Linked DNA regions of Bicyclus anynana: region 1 is linked to region 2. A link is a contact called in public Hi-C data. All regions are on one chromosome and are shown on one strand. The core of a region is the stretch at or near the end of the contact, and the rest is flanking DNA. Distances in the headings are between cores, read along the strand shown. Region 1 holds the start of LOC112058263 (dedicator of cytokinesis protein 9). Region 2 holds the start of LOC112058243 (polycomb group protein Psc).

Evidence for each region. A called contact is a pair of places that touch in the nucleus more often than the background predicts.
Region 1: a contact with region 2 is called in a Hi-C map of whole body, with 5 times the contacts expected there. The contact joins the promoter of LOC112058263 here to the promoter of LOC112058243 in region 2. A contact is called at or near these places in 2 of 2 Hi-C or Micro-C datasets (whole body and whole larva).

Annotation. Positions count from the first base shown.
Region 1 is chr3:13,178,948-13,185,194 of ilBicAnyn1.1, reverse strand. It overlaps LOC112058263 (dedicator of cytokinesis protein 9), which reads right to left and starts at 1,388. Exons shown (of 34, transcript XM_024098973.2): 1 at 1,172-1,388. The coding sequence starts at 1,219. LOC112058262 (muscle, skeletal receptor tyrosine protein kinase) reads right to left here. Exons shown (of 9, transcript XM_052891078.1): 9 at 3,334-6,247. The coding sequence ends at 5,829.
Region 2 is chr3:12,968,381-12,974,953 of ilBicAnyn1.1, reverse strand. It overlaps LOC112058243 (polycomb group protein Psc), which reads right to left and starts at 2,755. Exons shown (of 8, transcript XM_052891321.1): 1 at 1-2,755. The coding sequence starts at 2,445. It overlaps LOC112058244 (a long non-coding RNA gene), which reads left to right and starts at 3,336. Exons shown (of 3, transcript XR_002887763.2): 1 at 3,336-3,822; 2 at 3,907-3,975; 3 at 5,805-5,879.

The DNA.
Region 1 (6,247 bases), core at 139-2,638, 210 kb before region 2:
TTTTCTTTTAAAGTATTGCAAATACAGACATACAGAAAATGAATTTTGTACATCTGATAGTCCATACTAAATTAAATTACTATTTTATTTAAGGCATCAAGTATAAACAGGGTTTCAGTAGAATAATATTGTGTCTTACTTTGTTTTTGAAAGAGCACACAATGGATATGTTATGTAAACAGTATTATAGGTATTAGTGTTTAGTTAATTTCATGACTGGTTAGCCACAGATATAATATGATACCTATGTACATTGTACAATTTACAAAATACTTTTATATGTCTAATGAAAGTAATGCTACAGTAAGATTAATTTGATCCAGTATTATGCACAAGGTTTTTAACCAAAATACCAATGGTACAAAATAGAAAATTCTTTATTAAATACAATGTTCTTATTGAATTGCCAGGGTAGGCAGTGCATTTTGCATGAATGAGGGGCAAGCTACTGACTTCAAACAATACAGATAAGGATTTCACCAATATATTTCTAATCAGATATTTCAAGAGGTGTACTTTTTTGCATGTAATTAATTGGGTTTTAGATATTCCCTACTAAATTTACAGTCCCATAGGATGAACAAAATTAACCAAAGTTGGTAAATATATAAAAATAAAAGGTTTTATCATCAAGAAATTTGGCAGGGAGGTAGATTATAGGGAGTAAATGTCCGCTAAGAACAGATTTGGTAAGAGAGTTAGCTTATTGAGGTCTGAGGGAGGACAAAGTCGCGAGCGTCCGCTAATCCGCTAGCTAGCAAATATAGAGAGGAATATTTAAGAGTAAATACTAAATGGTGCACTTTATTATTCAATAGCATATTTTCGTGTGATGTGGTTTGTGATGGTAATAATTTATTATTCTTGTTTGGCTACTAAATAAAAGTTCATGATAAATAAGTACATTTTAAATATTTACTTATATCAAATAATTTTTAATGTTCTCGTGTAATACAAACATAATACTGTAAGAGTTTTACATTATGGAGAATGTGTTTCACTGTTTAGTACAAAACCTCTAACACTCTGTAAATATTATATTATCGTGAGTGTCACTCACTCACTCACAGTCGAAAGGGTCAAGAATGAATGTGTACTTAACGGCAACTTTTCATTGTAAATAGAAAGCTTTGAAATCCATAATCTTGCTGTTTTTAGCACAAATATTTACCTCGTACTCAGCGCCATTCTTCTTAGTCCTAGAAATCACTGGAGGCATTCTGAATTATGCACAATGCGCCATCTTCGTGAATGAATATCTTTAAAAATCGTAGCTAATATTGCAAAATTATTTTCATATTTTTATTTAGATTTAATGTGTCTAAAACATAAAACACCGAAAACCGAACCTACGAAAACGAATAACGATTTGACTTGACAGATTTGACCACAGATCACTATAGGTATAGACTAGAAAGATTTGACATAATGCAGCTAGTGTGACCTGTCAATCCTAACTTGGAAAAACATAGAGTAAAGAGATTGAAACAGAATAAATATGAGAATTATAGATTAAAATAATTATTAGTGATGTACCATAATCGATTATATTAATCGGTGTTTATTATTGGTTCAATATTCAAGACCTCAAACGGCTAAAGAATTAAAAGACAGAGATACACAAAAGCCATAGGGGGCCGGTATCAAAATTAGTTGGGGGGGCCCAAAGGAAGGGTAAAGATTTCGCTTAAAAAAACGAAAATGCTCGCCCAAAAAAAATATGACAGTGGCTTAACGTATGAGTATTTACGTACGTAAACTCGGTTTCAAATGAACTTTCCAAAGTGCATAACAATAATGGCGTTCGATATTTGTCACTGTACCTATAGTGATGTGAAACACTGATCTATCAGTTGTGAATGACGATTGAATGAATAAATTCTATGTTAATATTAAATAGAGGTAAAGTTTGTGAGGTTGTAGGGGGTAATATTGGGATCTACTGAACTAATTTTAAAAATATTTTTTTAATAAATAGCCACCTTATTTGTGAGTGTTTATATCCTTGTGGTGTATCAATAATAACTATACTATACTATACCTACCATAACTAATAAATACGTAAAAAACAAAGATGTAAATAAATAAGATTAATTATAAAGTCAATCAAAAATCTTTTAACATAAGTAGGTAATTTTACTGGTTATATTTTACTGGTTATATTGTTCACTCTATGGTTCACTTTTCAGTTCAAGCACTAATGAACTTTGATTATTTGTCTGTGTTTTTATTTTACAATCTTGTTTCTACTACTACTTATCTTGTTTCTACTATTATTTAACGGCTTAAATTGAGTTACTATTGTGTATATTATAAAGTTCAAATGGTATACTATAACAAATAAGGTCTATGTGAGTGACTTGTTTTATAAAACAGTGAAAATTTTGATCCCAAAACTGAAATGTCGTAAATGACCCCTTTGTTTACAAGAAAGGAAAGCTCTCGTAGAATCACCTATAAGTGGGATGTTTCCAACTTTTGGGCACACACTTCACCAGGCAAAAAAGAGATTGTGGCTTACCTACATTTTACTAATTTTGCATTCACGCGTAAGGGGCCCCTGTAGTCCGAGAACCCCGTATAATGTATACGGCTGATACGGCGGTAGCTACACCCCTGGTACTCTATGCAAACTAATTACACTAAACTAATAATTTTTTAGCAATACATTTCTGTCACGCTTTAGGTAGAACACCTACACCGAATATCGAATCGCTTTTCGTTTCTCTGCAAAGTTAACAATACGTCTATTACTTTCTCTGTCTACGGTAAATTGGAACCACAGATGATTTTTTGTATTTTTTTTTATCTGCGGTTGTTATAGATAATACACTATTTATTAAGATATTGTCCTATTAATCTGTGGATGTTGTATTGTATTCATATACTACTCTATGATTGTATTTGAAATTTGAATCATTAACGAATTGAATTATGTAAATATTAAATGGAAATAAAATATTAAGTAATTAAAAAAGCATAGCGTATTTTTACATAATTCTAAATTAAGTGTCCGGCCATCTTAAATCTACTTATAATATATGCCAGCTGACGCCACGCGGTTCCACTTTTCTAGTCTATAGTGATCTGTGGTTCCACTCGCGTAGTTCCTGTTCTCTTGAGAATACGATGTTATTTGTGATTAATGCTATACAACGATATTTTATACTAACATTATCATTGACTCTATAGCTTATACACTCACGGTTCAGTAGATTCAAAAGGATTCAAAGATCCTCTTTATAATATTAAGTGTATCTACTAGTTTGACTGTAGGTACTGTTAGGCAGTAAATTCAATTTGGTTGAGTGTTCTGGTAAATAAAACAAAATGCACTTTGATAACAAATTTAATACATTTTAATCTTGTTTGTCTTCAAAAACGGAGTCTGTTGGATTTTAATAATAAGTATTCTATAAATGTTTTATAAAAAAAATTACCATTTATTTAAGTAGGTAGATATATAAGCTTTGTCCTAATCAGTGACTATCAATATAAATCAAAAATTAATAATTATGTTGAATTAGCTACGAGTAAAATATTATGTAGTTACCATTTCGTTTGAAGCACAAAATTTCTTATCAACATTTCATAATTTTCAATTCATATAATTATTATTTTAATTGATAGTTTCATACATTTTATTTAAATAGATATTAGCTCAGAATACAGAAAAACACCAGAAGCCACGTTTAGATGTCATTATATAGCGCGCAGTGTGTCCAAAAATTGTACACAACAGCCAGTACTCGTCGCACTTCTCACTCGCGTAATGTTGCTAGTACATGAGGCTGTTAAATTTTTCCCTATTTTGTGGTAAAAATTTATAATGTTAAAATCAAAACAATAAGTGTACAGTTCATCACATTAAATGTTAACTTGTATGGTAAATAAAAAAAACAGTGGGACCGGTTTTCTAGTGATTGCTAAGAGTTAGCAAGAAAATGAACTTTGAAAAATTTAAGACAAGGATAAATAAATAATAAATATAATATGACGGTTATTATAAAACTTATCAACTAACAAACTAAAGAAATACATATTTACAATAATAATTTTAAATTATTCATTATTATATCATAAGAATATTTATTTGTGCTACTTACACGTGAAATGTGATCCTATCCAGTTTCTTTTTTTTTACCAACGGCATTTTTACACGAAGGAATAGCACAAGACGGCTTAATTTAATTAAATTTGTCACCTGTATAGCACGTCAATCAACACGACAAACACAGAGTGAGTAAATCGTAAAATGTGTAGTTTAAATGGATTCACTTCTTTGCGCTATCACCCCTTCTGGTGTTTTTCTGTATTCTGAGGATATTAGGATATGTTAGCTTAAAAAGTTCCTTATTGTATTCTTTCTCAATAAAAAAAATACATCTTTGCAGTGGCGTGCGCAGTTTTTTGCCTTGGCCATTGATTCGTTTGACAAAATATATTATACTCATGTATCTATAAAGCGTCTACCTACTAATAAAAACTGATTTGATGAATATTATAAAAACATTTCTTATGGCTATATTGCACGAGATACTGAGTTTTTCTTTCTTTTCTGTTCAGTAAAAATTGTATGCCCGGAGTTGTGTGTGACCCGCCTCCTGCCTCGGAGAGCATGGTAAACCGTTGGTCACGGTCGGTGGTCACTATCATTTACATCTGATCATCATTAACAACCCATATTCGGCTCACTGTTGAGCAAGATTCTCCTCTCAGGATGAGAGGCCTTAGTCCACCACGCTGTCACGCACGCACGTCATATTTAATTTCTTAAAATGCACACAACTGAAAAGTTGGAGGTGGCATGCCCCGGACCGGATTCGAACGCTAGTGCATATGTCCCTTTGATTATATATACATATATATAATCAAAGATATGTCTATGAATATCTATACGTCACGTGCTACGATACCATTTCATCCAGCCTAATGTAGCGTTACATGGTAAGACTTACAAGGTAGTACTACAAAAATGTATTAAAAGACAGGTGTAAAAAACTCGATGTTCACACTAGGTACCAAAGTTTGATAAATTTTCCTATAATATAAAATCTTTCACACTACATACTTATTTTACAGTACTTTATACAATTAAAACATAAATAGTTCGTAAGTGAGGTATACAACACCTATATTTAAACACTGAAGATAATTTTCTTAGACAAAAATATGTAAGTTTCATAATAATTATGTATTAGAATTTTTATGTCGTAAGAACTTCCACTGTGGAACCCTTTACATTGTAGATACCTACACGAAAATTCTAAATATAGATATATACAAACAAATCCTAACGAGACTTTTCTACATCGTTATTAATTTTAAAAACGTTTGCATTCACATGTAGGTTTGTTTTATTATTAAAATATATTAAAAACATATTATAATTAGGTACACCTTGGGAGGCAGTTATTTAATTAGTCTTTTGTTTATTTATACCGATCATATATACAAACGCATTATATTAGCTATATTATGATTTATCACATGTATATTTGGTTTATATAAATGGCACAATATTGTTTAAATGTATATCTAATAGGTATATTGGTCATAACCAGTACACATAAAGAATATTAGCTACTCTACACACTCATAAATATTATGCACGTCTTGTTACAACAAAAATATCACACTAAGTAGTTGAGTATTATGTCTACATTACTCATACATTCTTTTTATAATTTCTGAACCATTCTGCGACAATTTCAACACTCAAACCGTTCAGTATTCATCCACGGTGGGAATGTCAGGGCAGTCGAGCTAGCAGCAGCTACGGGCGAAGTGCGCGGCACGTATTGCGAAGATGGCACTTGGACGAGACGTCAGGTGTACTCTTCGTCGTCATCATCATCGCTGAAATCAGATTCCGGATCTTGGTCAGGCAGGGGTTTCAAATAATCAACTCCCGGTGGCGTGTTTGGAACCAAATAGCCAGCTGAATCTAAAGGCGTGGCCGGTGGTCGCGGTAACCTTATCTGCGCCCCGGAACCTCCCTCCGCCTGTGCAGTCTCTAATTTACTACATAATTCATCAAATCCTATCCTGTCTCTGGGATCTATCGCCCAACATGCACGCATCAGTTCGCATGCGAATCGTGGACAGTCTTCGGGGGGAACTAATAAAATTCCCCGCAAGATTTTTTTGGTAGCTCCATAATTGTTACAGCCATAGAACGGTTGTTTTCCCCTGCTGTATATTTCCCAAAGGACTACTCCGTATGACCAAACATCTGATTCGTGGG
Region 2 (6,573 bases), core at 1,506-4,005:
TAGTTTGTTTGCTGCAGTTAAAGATTTTGGTGTAGCTGGTACTAGCTTGGGAACTTGACTTTTGTGTTTAGCCTGTTTTGCCTTTTTTTCTGTGAGTGATTGCAATTGTTGCTCAAATGTTTGCTGAAATGTAATAGGAGAAGCAAAATTACCACTCTGTTTACCTAATTTAGTGTCAGATATAGGCTTCAAGTTTGGTACGGGACCTTTAGCAGATGTCTCAGATGATTTTGTGAGTGGTTTAGACGTTGATGGATTATTATCTGATTTATTAGGCACAATATTTGGTTTATCAACATTAGACTCTGGTTTATTTGTTTTTTTAGGATCTGTATCAGGCAATTTAAGAATCTCAATATAATTATGTACAGGAGCATTTGGAACCTTATGAGTACTGGCATTTGAAGCTGTTGCTATACTTTTATTAATTGCATTCTTTTTTGGATCAGAATTGGTAACATCAGAAGGGCTACGAGGGTCTAATTTCTGATCAGTCAAAGTAATAGAGAGTGAAGAAGGTATATTGATTTTACAAGAATCAAACAATGACTTTAATGGATCACCTGATGTTGGTGGTGTCCCAGGTGTGGGAAGGGATGTTTTGACTTGTGACAATATTTTACTTCTATCAATTGTTGGATCACAATTATTTGATAAAAGATCCATTCTCAATTTTGCAACTGGTGGGCCTTTATTTTGTGTTGCTGGAGGCAGTGGGACGCTGGGTTTAAGATCAGGCATTTTTTTTGTAACAGGTTTGGGCATTTCGCCATGCTTAACATTAGCTGATGAAGTGTCAGGTTTTGGTATTTGAATTTTAAGTGGAGACACAGTTTTCTGAACTAGTGGGGTGGATTGGGAAGCTGAAGGCACATCAGATGGTTTACGTTTGGGTGATGCTATGGTCTGAGATACTGGCACAGGCCTTTTATGACCAGAATTATCTAACTGTTGTTTTAAAGATGAAATTTGTTGGGGCTTAACTTCTTTAGAAGCTATTGAACTTGATGTCTGAGCAACAATATTTGGAGTGGGAAGATTGGGTTTAGAGGTTTCATCCATATTTTTACCTTTGTCTGATGTATCACCTTTTAATTTATGGGGGTTTTCGTTTAAATTAGATACTTTAATTGTTCCTGACCCTGTTTGAGGCAGTGGTATTTTTGCTTTTTCTATCTCTATTTTAAGTTTTTTCATTTCAGGTAAAGTTTTTGAACTGTCAATTTTTCTTTTTAAAGTATCATCAGATTTTGTTGCACTTATTAAAGATTTAAGAGTATTTTCTTTTGGTGATTTTGTTTCACTTGTATTTGGCTTGGCAGGTGACTTCAAGGTAGTAGAAGTACTTTTAGCTGTTAATTCAAATGAGTTTAAAAACTGTGACTTTTCTACTTCGTCATCATTCTTCTTCAGAGGTGAAGAACATCTTGGTGTGTGAGTAGCAGTTGAGACTTGAGCATTTGTGTCCTTCATTTTTTGTACTGTGTCATTCTTCATTGAGTCACTAACTTTCTTAGTGTTGTTATCATCAGGCATAGGACTATCAGTGCCAGAAGAGGCTTCAGATGTCTGATCATTTATGTTTGGTGCTGGACTGTTAGCATTAGTATCTTCAGTGCATGTGGGACTAGATTTTCTATCTGGAAAGTGAGTTCCTTTTCTGTTGATATCAAATAATCTATTTCGGATTGCAACATAATCAATAATTTGGTAAAAAAATCTCATTGGTTCATTTCTCTTCCAATTGTATATGTAAGCAATATCCATAAGTGTATAGTAATCAGGCAATGGGACCCTTTTGTATAATATGTCGATAGCAAACTGAGTGCTATCAATATCAAATTTCATACTTAAAAACTTTTTAAGGTGATTTATATTAACAACAGCTGGACACTGCAGGTATCTTCGAGTAGTCAGTGAAACTGTAGGAGGTTCATTGCTGTCTGATGATTTACTGGATATGCTATCGGCATCAGTCATATCCACAAACTCCAATGAAAAAGAGATTACATCCTCTGGACTAAAGATGATTCTTTCTGTATCTTCACCTCTTTGCTCTGGAGTTGCACAAGCTGCTGGGCCGGGTCTAGACGCATAAAACTGTTGACGACGTTCCATCTCTTTTTGGAAGAGGCCAGGCACTAGTTTGTACACAATGTCTTGTAGAGCTTTGTCCAGTTTGATATTAGGCTTTGCAGAATTGATCATCATTTCACAAACGGGGCAGTAGCTTTTCACCTGGAGATGCTTTATAATACAACTGCGGCAGAACGAATGTAAACACTCAACGATGGTTGTGGCATCGATGTAGTAACCTCGACACAAAGGGCACGTTATTTGTTCATTCACTTCACCTAACAATGTTCTTTGCGGCACCACTGCACTATCGTTCTGTTCAGTCATTTTTACGACTTTTTTATCAGACTGCTTGTTAGAAGTAACCATTTTCAATGTGCATTACCAGCGTCATCAAATAACGGGGGAAATAAAATAACATTCCCAGACTAACACTATAATTTCACAATATCGTTGTATCAAGTTAAGGAATCGCAAACATTTTCAAATTAAATTAAAATTGATAACATTTCAGTTTGTAAATGCGCATCGATATTAAGCGAAGTACAAAATCTTGCGATTTGGAGTCGGACGACATGATGGATATTCGCTATGTTGGCAACCCTGCCCGAGCCCGACTCACCGACTGTGGCAGTGTACATTAGTAAAAGTATTCCTATAAACTTGAATAAACTTCACTATTCGACTACTTTGATCGTAAATTGCAATATGTGGAAGATATAAAGAAAATACAAACACGTCACTTACCTAAATTAGAACACACTTTTAAATAACTAATATTAAACACAACAATTTTGGCGCGAATACGCCCGCATTAGTCAAAGTGTCAATGTCACAGAACATATAAGTTAAAACAGCTGTTTTTCATGTTGCCAAGAATAAATATTGTTTATTCAATGTACTCTATGGTTTAAGCCAAAGAGAACTATGCATAAAATCTTCGACCATTAATAACAGGACCTGCCTCGCTGGCCGTTACCCCTCTGGCAAAGATCAAAATTCAATGATCTAACCCGTTTATAAAAACTGTTGCTATAGAATCGATGTTTCATTGTTGTAATCGTTTTCGTCGTGTAAAGAGCTCCTTAAAAATGCCGGTTTGTGTAGTTGAATGGCATAAAAAACGGCCAAAAACTTGTAGTTTAGTAAAATATGAAGTTACATTTGTAAGTTTTTCTACCATAATTTTATCTAATTCGTAATAAAAACAATTTCTTAAAATAATCGATTCTTTTGACGGAACAGCAAAAAATCGATCAAGTAATCGAACATTCTATGTGTTACATTCTGTGGATAGTAAAAATTACGCGTGTGTGTATTGCGAGTCAAATATATAGTTATGTGTAATGTATGGACACAGTATATATTTAATGTTGTGTAATATTTTTGATGTGTGAGTTTACCTCGTCCCCTTCAAAAAACGACAGACTTTTTTGTTGGTGAATTTGGGTGCAAAACAGGTCCATAGTCTAAACAGTCAAAGGCCTAATGGACTATGATTGCTAATCGATTTTATTAATATAATATCTCGATGTGAATTGGACTATTGCATTCAGGCAGACCGCACATCACTAACCGTGAGCTGTCATCGGCAGCGACCGCCATTTATTTTTCTTTCTTTCAAAGTAGACGTCGCACGAGTGAACCATCATTCCGTATCTGAAAATATTTAATTAATCACTATAGTCTCGTTTTACTACAAATATTAAGCCGTAAGGCTTAAATTCTCTAAATATGAGAGCAAAGGTATTTTAGTGCTATTATCATTAAGTTGTGTTGTCTATCATAATATCAAAATGCCGCATTTAAGATAATCATATTTTGTTCCAGTGGCGTAAGAAGCGTATGCGAAGGCTAAAGCGTAAACGCAGGAAGATGCGTGCGAGGTCTAAATAAAAGGTAAAAATCCATATTATTTACTGCCGTCTTGATTAGCCATGCTTGCTGAATCTATGCTCGTTTAAAAACTAAACCCTCTCTTTTGGAAACCGGTTGTTACAAACCTCAAATGTCTTTAATAGATAGATAGGGGTTTAAAATTTTATATTTTTTCGACTACCAAATAATTAATCATAACCTATATTTACCTACCACGCTATGCTAAGTCCCATGTGATAGGTATCGAGGCATAACTGAAAACAGTTTGTCCAACAGTTGTCCAAAGCTAAAGAATAGATTGATTAAAAGAGATTATTTAATTCCCACGTGTTGCCATATTACTATTTGTAGATTAGAATCATGGTACCTAATAAATTTGGGGATATAGTTATTACTATTTTAATCGGGCAGCTGTCACTTGTTGAAATTACTTTTAACTAGTAAAAAGTTGTGTTTTAAAACTAACATGGTCTGAAAGGGGGACCCTGTGTGTGACCAATTTTTTTGTCAAATCAAATGTGTTTTTCACAATTTAATTGTCTGCAGCTTTGTTTAAAGTGTTTGATAAACATGGCTAACTATAAAGTCAAATTTGACTAGCAAATTTGTCAAGAAGTAACATCATTTCATGCCATTTAGCAGCATCTGAGTAAGTGGTCAATTCTCTAAAATGGAATAGTTTCACTTATGATATATATCAGGTTTCATACTATTTTGGGCCTTAAACCCTTATCCAAAATGAACTCCTACTAACCTTCAATTATTGTATTATAACATGATGATAACCTTTGTTCAATTATGACGTATATCAACTAGACTCTCTTGACACTGAAGCTGATATGTTTGTAATAAAAAATACATAGGTAGGCATATTTCGTATTGTACTTATATGAAATATGCCTACCTATGTATTACTAAAATGAAAATCTGTAATGTAAAGTAGTTAGAAAGAATCGTAAAACTCATAAACAAATCGTTTGATGCAAGGGATCTAATGTTAAAAAACACTGTGACTTTGACTTAACTGAAGAAGGCAAATTAAATCAGTAAACTGGAACCAACATACACTTGTTATTACTTGAGCTCTGTGTGATAAAACTTGTTAAAAGAAAATATAAAATTCATTTATTTCAAGTAGGCTAAGTTTACAAGCACATTTGAAACAAGGTTGACTAATTGTAATGACTACCGCTGGTTCAGAAGGCAGAATACTATTACCATGCTTAAAAGATTGTGTTTTGATGTAATGGGTAATATGTAGTTTCCAATGAAATTACTGCCACATGATGCTTAACAATTATGGCACTGGCATGTTATGTTCCTTGCATGCCTTGCGAAAATTGGCTTTGTTATTGACTATTGTTTTCCACTTACCATCAAATGTGACATCTTGTGCCATCAATTACAAATTAAAATAACTGTAGTAATTAATTCTCTATGATCACTATCTTAAAATATAAATGTGAAATGTCACTCATCATGATATCTTGAAAACCGCTTGCATACTAAGTAGAAATTTGGCAGGGAGGTAGTTCATAGTTAGTAGAGGTCAGCCAGATTTTGCGAGATGGTCAGATTAAAGAGGTCTATCGGCAGATGAAGTCACAGCTGTTTGCTATTATATTTATAAATATTCAAATCAACCCTCTGAGGCAGTCGTTGTCTCATCATGAGATTAATGTAAAGAATTGGAGGGAATATTATAATTGCCTCAGTATGTACTCTTTTGAATATTGTTATTCTAGAGACAAGTATTGAATGCAAACAAAACTTATTATAAATAGTCATATAATATAAACATGCACTTGAAATCCTTAATCAAAAATCTAATTTGTGAATTTATTTTACAGGTACACGTGTGAGGAGAGAAGATTAATAATATTATCTTTACTTTACTTGTGTATCAAATAAAAAATTCAAAAATCCTCTATTGTTTTATTATTTTACTATAAATTAATTATGTAAATTGATCTGGTAACTTTTTTATAATTTCAATTTAAGTACTGATAGGTAATTAAGCATTGCGACAAGTTTTTGTTAACATAAAAATTGTATATACCTACCTAATGAGGTTGAGAAAGAAAAAAATATTCTAAAACCTTTTTTAAAAAAAGTTTTTTGCTTTTAATTTATTTATTTTTAATATAAATAGATTCAACTTACATCATTATTTATCTTGACGTAGGTATGTTTAGAAATGTCAAAATAATTTTGAATTCTAAATTGACAGGTATAAAAAGGCATAGCTTCCAAAAACCAACGAAGGTTTTTTTCCTCCATAAAGCAGGAAGTACCTGGTTGTTATCGATTACTTATGAAAAGATAGAATACAATGGGTCGTATGTCCGGAATAAAATGGGAAAAAACTTTTCAGTGTAGGCCTGTTCACAATATTATATCATCAGATTTTCCCAAGTACAATCCTCAACCATGGAAATTTATGGTAACTTCTCTTATAGTTAGTGGCGTAACTATATCGTCTGCAGTATTTTGCCAGCCCCCATCGTACACTAGTTACACCACTGATTAAGGTATTTTTTTAAGTTGAGTACTTCACAGTGCTATAAAATGTAATTCCAGGAAGGGCGTACTCAAATAGAATGGCTTTTGTCGTACGAA